2 separate regions of the Mus musculus genome follow, and region 1 is linked to region 2. Evidence: chromatin contacts called from public promoter capture Hi-C data. All regions are on one chromosome and are shown on one strand. Each heading gives the region's core, a stretch centred on a gene start, on an enhancer-like site or on the middle of the called end of the contact. The rest is flanking DNA. Distances are from core to core; before and after follow the strand shown. Region 1 overlaps Gm6614 (predicted gene 6614). Region 2 holds the start of Slco1a4 (solute carrier organic anion transporter family, member 1a4).

Region 1 (2,700 bases), core at 153-2,652, 140 kb after region 2:
CCTTTCAGGAGAATTGTTCACATGATCATAATTCTAAGAAGCCTCTGCACTGTCTTCCAGTGTGGCTTGGCTGCTCAGTCATGGTCTCTATTGTTTAATGCAGATATGTGACTATTCAGTGTGCATTAGTGTTAGAGGATATGAGTGATGGAGGAAACAGCAGTATCAGTAACATGCTCTCACAATATTCTGTAACAGAACATCACAGGCACCCAATATTATAGCACGTTCTTACCCTCATTTGATAGGTAAAGCATGGGACCCTCACATCTTCCTAATATATACTTTCAGAGTTCCAAAACCCAAGCCACACACCCTACGGTCTCTCTGTCTCTGATCTTTTGAGAACACTACACAGTTCTCAACACATACAAATGTGAAAGCAGTGTCAAGTTTTAAGAATGTGCAGTGCTGAACATTCCACTGTCCGAACTTAGTTTCTCACAGAAGCATCTCTACTCGACATCATTATTCCATAACATGCCTGCTTGATGTAAAACAGTCTGTTCTAAGGGAATAATTCTCCTGTAACCTATCACAAACCTTCAAATATAGAGGATTACATCACTGGTCATGTTTTCTCTTTAAGCCTTGACTTCAAGGCTCACAACTACACTAACATTTTCCTTATCAAACAGATTCTCCTCTACCACTGTCTATAGCTTAGATATCTGGTTATTCATGTTTTTTCCTTAACATGGACTAATAATTTCTGTAAAATAGGATTGTCAAAACAGATAAGAAAAAATATTTGATTAGTGGGTGTTCAGACTGACTTGAAATTTTCATAAAGAATAATCCAGGGCAAGTCAGGTTCCCTAATATGACAGTTATTTCCAAGTGGTGACTGTGGAAGACATTTAACACAATTAAATACTGATGATTACTGACAAGCTGTCTTATTTCAGCACAAGCGTCAAGTGCCCACTGACCACAGACCCATCTAAACCAAGCAGAGTTTAAAGTTTCCACGTTTGCCTTTAGTGATTCCTCGGTTTTCCTCCTTGGCCTTTTCTCTGTGCTTCTCCTCTTTGTCATTTTCAGTTCCATCCCCATTATCCTGTAATCCTTCCTCTGGGAGTGTTTTTGGAAAGAAGAAAAAGGGGATGCTGGTCAGGACATTCACTCCTGCACAGACCAAAAAGCCAATCCACCAAGCACCGACCCAGCGTGTATCAGTGGGAGTTATGGTCAGGTCATCTGTAAAGAAATACAGATATCGCATTAGCTTACATCATTCTTTCCTGTGTGAACTGTAGAAAATTATTGATATTCATAATCATTCATAAACTATTCACAATTTGTTCTTGTTCCTTTTTTTGTTTATTTGTTTTTTTGGACTTGTGCACTCTGCTCACTGTTCTGGAAACCATAAAGCATTCAAATCAATAATTGATTTCTACCCTGATTTTGAAACCACCCTGCTTGGCTAATTCAGACATTTAGAAAAAGTGTCTGAGGTTGATCAATAGGGTAAAGTTAAAATTAAATAAGAAAGTGCTACATTGGCTATTATTGAAACATACATTTCCAAAAGAAAGAAACAGTATTTATTTGAGACCTATTTAAGGAATAGCTTTACTCTGATGTAGTCATGTCTCAAAACATCAGAGCAGGTGAGGAAAGGACTGCAGAGACAGTTCAGTGGCTAAATGTTATTGTTGCTCTTGCAGAAATTATGAGTTTTATTCTCAGAACCCACATGGAAACTCACCACTGCCTATTACTCTGATGTTAGTAGGTCTGAGATCCTCTTCTGACCTCAGCAAACACCCCCTCATACAGTGAACCACCCAGTCACATCCGCACATACACATATACATAAATAAAGATAATGAAATGAAATACATGGTATCCACTTTTTAAATATATTTTGTGTATTTATTTTTGAAGATACTAATTTTATATAATGCTGTGTGATGACATATTTGAAAGCACTACATCTCTATTTCTGCCTGTCATGTGCAACCTTTATAGTTGGGTGTTCATCATATAGCTAAAAGGACTCTTATGTTATGAGCAGTGAGTCCTCATTGAGTAAAACTTATGTGAGTAAATCTTTTGAAATGAAAGATGTGGCTGAAATATAATGAAATAATGGAAACTCTCTAATCAGAAGGAGGCAATTCACCCTTATCTCTCCTCCTCTTATGTCTGCCATCTGTAAGTGGTGATAATTTACCTAACTGAGGATCAAAGGAGGCAGTGCTAAAACATTCCTGAGCATTCTCCCATATCCAGGACTGGTTGTATAAATAAAACACACTGTGTTACCTGTATTCACAGACCCTGTGTCTACATAAATGCTTGCACAGAAGGATCCCAACAAAAGTCCAATTACTGGGCCAAACATCTTTCCTGTTTCTAAAATCCCTGAAAGTGAACAAAGACAGGACATTACATAATCACACAAAGAATGTTGTTTGCACACACACACACACACACACACACACACACACACACACAGGCCTTGACATTGAACTGTTTTAAGTCTTAGATGACTTTTCCTTCACTTGCAGAGCTGTGTATCAAATCCAAGAGGCTAGGACAGTACTCTACCATTTAGCTACATACCCTCCTACCTCAAATATTTTTATATATTCGACATGTAAAAATGAACCTTGGTATCTATGAAGCATGTAGATATACATATACTTATGTATGTTATACAAACATACATTGGTTTCTTTAAACATTGAA
Region 2 (2,700 bases), core at 138-2,637:
TCCTGAGAGGAGCTGATACTTATTTTGAAAAGAATGTTAGAAAGGGGAAGGTTTCCATTAGAGAGCAAAGTCATGATCCAAATCTACTTTGAATATAGCTGAAATATTACACTCTCAACTCTCCACACCTGCCTCATTTTGTCATCCATAGAGCAACTTTTCATCAGCCTTTATGCTGTTTCTCCTGAGCCCAGGCTAGTCACCCTACTCATCAGTAAGAGCAAACTTACTCCTCTCCCATGTCAAAGCTATCTTCACTTTCTTTAGTAGCTTAAAATATAACTATTCTAAATATCCATTTTCATTTTTTGGACAAGAGAAAGTGGGTCTAGTCCCTAGAAGATTACAGGGTAATTTTTCTACGAGTACTAAATCATTACCTGGTTAGTTTCTATCGCCACCTTGAAGATTCCTTTCAAAACAGTCTTGTTGTCTCAGAAGTTTTACAAACAAGAATCTGTAATATAAATAAATCATACAAAGCCAGGCACTTGAAAACGGATTTAATGTTAGTAAATTATCCTGCACTTTCTTCTAATGTGCCAACCTTTTCTCTGAAAAAATTATATTTTCAGATGCATTTTAAATATGTCTATAGAGGGAAAAAAGGCAAAGAATCGTCTGTTTCATTGACTCAACGAAGCCTGTGTAACTCAATACTGCATCATGCCATATTCCCCTGTAGAGCTCTTTGATCCTAAAGGAGAAATGTGAACAGAGTCAGATAACTACATGAACAGTGTCCTTGGTTAGCACAGGGTTGTTTAAACAATGACTCCTGTTCCCAGGATCACACAGTATCACAGATAAACACAAATCAACCATGAATGCTAATGAAAGCAGGGCATTGCACTTTTAATTAAGCAGTCAGCAATGCAATGTGTTCCCCTCTTTAGCACCCACAGGAGAAATACTGGCCACAAATATAAAGCATTTTGCATTGTTTGTTTTATTTATTAAAGATATATGATGGAACATCTATCGGCTCTACTCTTTTGAGAATGCAGGGTAGCGTTTCTCAGTAGGTAGGTGAGCATCCTAGAAAGCAGAACTCTAGAACTGTGACTTCCTCGCAGAACTGACTCTCTGCACTCACTAAGCAGAAACCCTCAGGAGTTGTCACCCTTTGGTTGGTGGTCCTTAATAACATCGCAGGCACAGGAAAGTACAACTTTGCCCTAAGTGAATAAGCATGCTCATTCACACTCAATATCCACACCCTCACTATCAGAAAATGCGTGCTGTTCATTTCATTTACTCTGCACTATTGAGTTAAGGAAACAAACTTTACCACAGCCAAGTGAGAAGTCCACACATGAAGGAGCCTTAGAAGACGGTCCTCTCCATGCTGAGACTAAAGGAAAGTCAGAGCAGCAAAAGTCCTACGAAAAGCACTTATTTTCAGAATCCTCAAATTGCCTCTAACTGTGAGAGACAGCCTCTTGGGTGCTGTCCAGCTAAAATGCTTTCAACCAATACCAAGCCAAGGAAGGATTTGCCAAGAAAGGACTTAGGGAAATACAATGAATTGTTTAATTCCTAGCAAGTGATTTTATTTTGGTCAGCTCCTTCCAATCAGAAACCAAAGGAGACAATGCTAAATTTCACTTGTTAAGAAGTACACACACACACACACACACACACACACACACACACACACACACACACACACATTTTATTTTCTACATTCCAGGTACCTGAGAAACCTTATCTGATATCAAGAAAATTGCCCATTCATATGGTTTTACCATGCAAAATAATACTGGCACATATAGACCATTTCTTCACCAGCAATCTAGTCAATTTGTCAGTTTAGATGTGTTCTAAATCTAAACTGAGAAGCAGAAGAGGAAATTCAAAATATGAGTTCTGCCTTGAGCAGAGCCAGCTGTTAATGGCACGCCTGTCACTTCTAGTAGCAATCATATGTAGAGAATGAGGAGATAGTTGCAGGAGAAGCCAGTGTTCCACACTTGAGTCACATTTTTGACCTAAGCCTTACCAGGCAGCTTTAGGCTTTCTAATGCAAAGTCCTGTTTGCAATGATTATATTCATTTAATACACAAGTATTTATTAAGCTACTAAATTCTAAGCACAATAGTAGTTGTTAGGAAATTGAAAATGAGTAGTTTGCACTTGTTCTCAAGAGGTCTCAGAAGCTATTGGGAGAATTCGATTATTAAGTGGTAATAATTGCCATCATTCAATCAATTTCAGAGACAAAACCATTCTGATCTTTCATTTGGATTCAGTAAAATTGTTTAACCACGCATGTTTAAAATTACCACAAATTTGAAGATCTACTTGCAACCTATCTGTGTGTGTTTAGACAGACCACTCAGTTCTCTTTCTATACATGAAAACAACATCTATCTTTCTCAAAGTACAAGGAAGGAGATGGAATTCATAACAGATAGGAGAAATATTTAATGTGAGGAAAGTCACAAAGGCTTAGAAGAGTGAGAAAATACGTTAAAGGCTGTATCAGGAAGAGAAAGAGCTGAGATATTCAGGCTGGTGTCCCTGAGGACATAAAGCCACCATTGGAAGCTAGGATGGGCTCAGTTTTTTAATAATTTCCCACAATTCCAGTGTCACACAAATGTTTCCCAGCAACAACAATCTAACAGAGTCTGACGAACAGAGAACATAACAAGCTTAAGCTTTATATGTCGGTCTCTGAGATAGAGAATGAAGAG

What was found. Promoter capture Hi-C pulls out the DNA fragments that hold promoters and counts their contacts.
Region 1: a promoter capture Hi-C map of liver shows a contact between it and region 2. The contact joins the enhancer-like site here to the promoter of Slco1a4 in region 2. A contact is called at or near these places in 9 of 39 promoter capture datasets (3T3-L1-derived adipocytes, cranial neural crest, embryonic stem cells and 4 more), 2 of 484 Hi-C or Micro-C datasets (cerebral cortex and liver) and 3 of 9 other capture datasets (adipose tissue, liver and pancreatic islet).

What each region holds. Positions count from the first base shown.
Region 1 is chr6:141,991,364-141,994,063 of GRCm38.p6, forward strand. Gm6614 (predicted gene 6614) reads right to left here. Exons shown (of 14, transcript NM_001081318.1): 5 at 2,275-2,373; 6 at 979-1,200. Among named protein-coding and RNA genes, the nearest start is that of Gm6614, 16 kb to the right of the region's middle. Within about 2 kb of position 1,403, at least 3 of the 459 cell types and tissues checked have an H3K27ac peak or open chromatin away from gene starts, as enhancers often do. A contact at or near this core is called in liver, where this site is marked.
Region 2 is chr6:141,854,833-141,857,532 of GRCm38.p6, forward strand. It overlaps Slco1a4 (solute carrier organic anion transporter family, member 1a4), which reads right to left and starts at 1,388. Exons shown (of 16, transcript NM_001355577.1): 1 at 1,292-1,388; 2 at 381-457.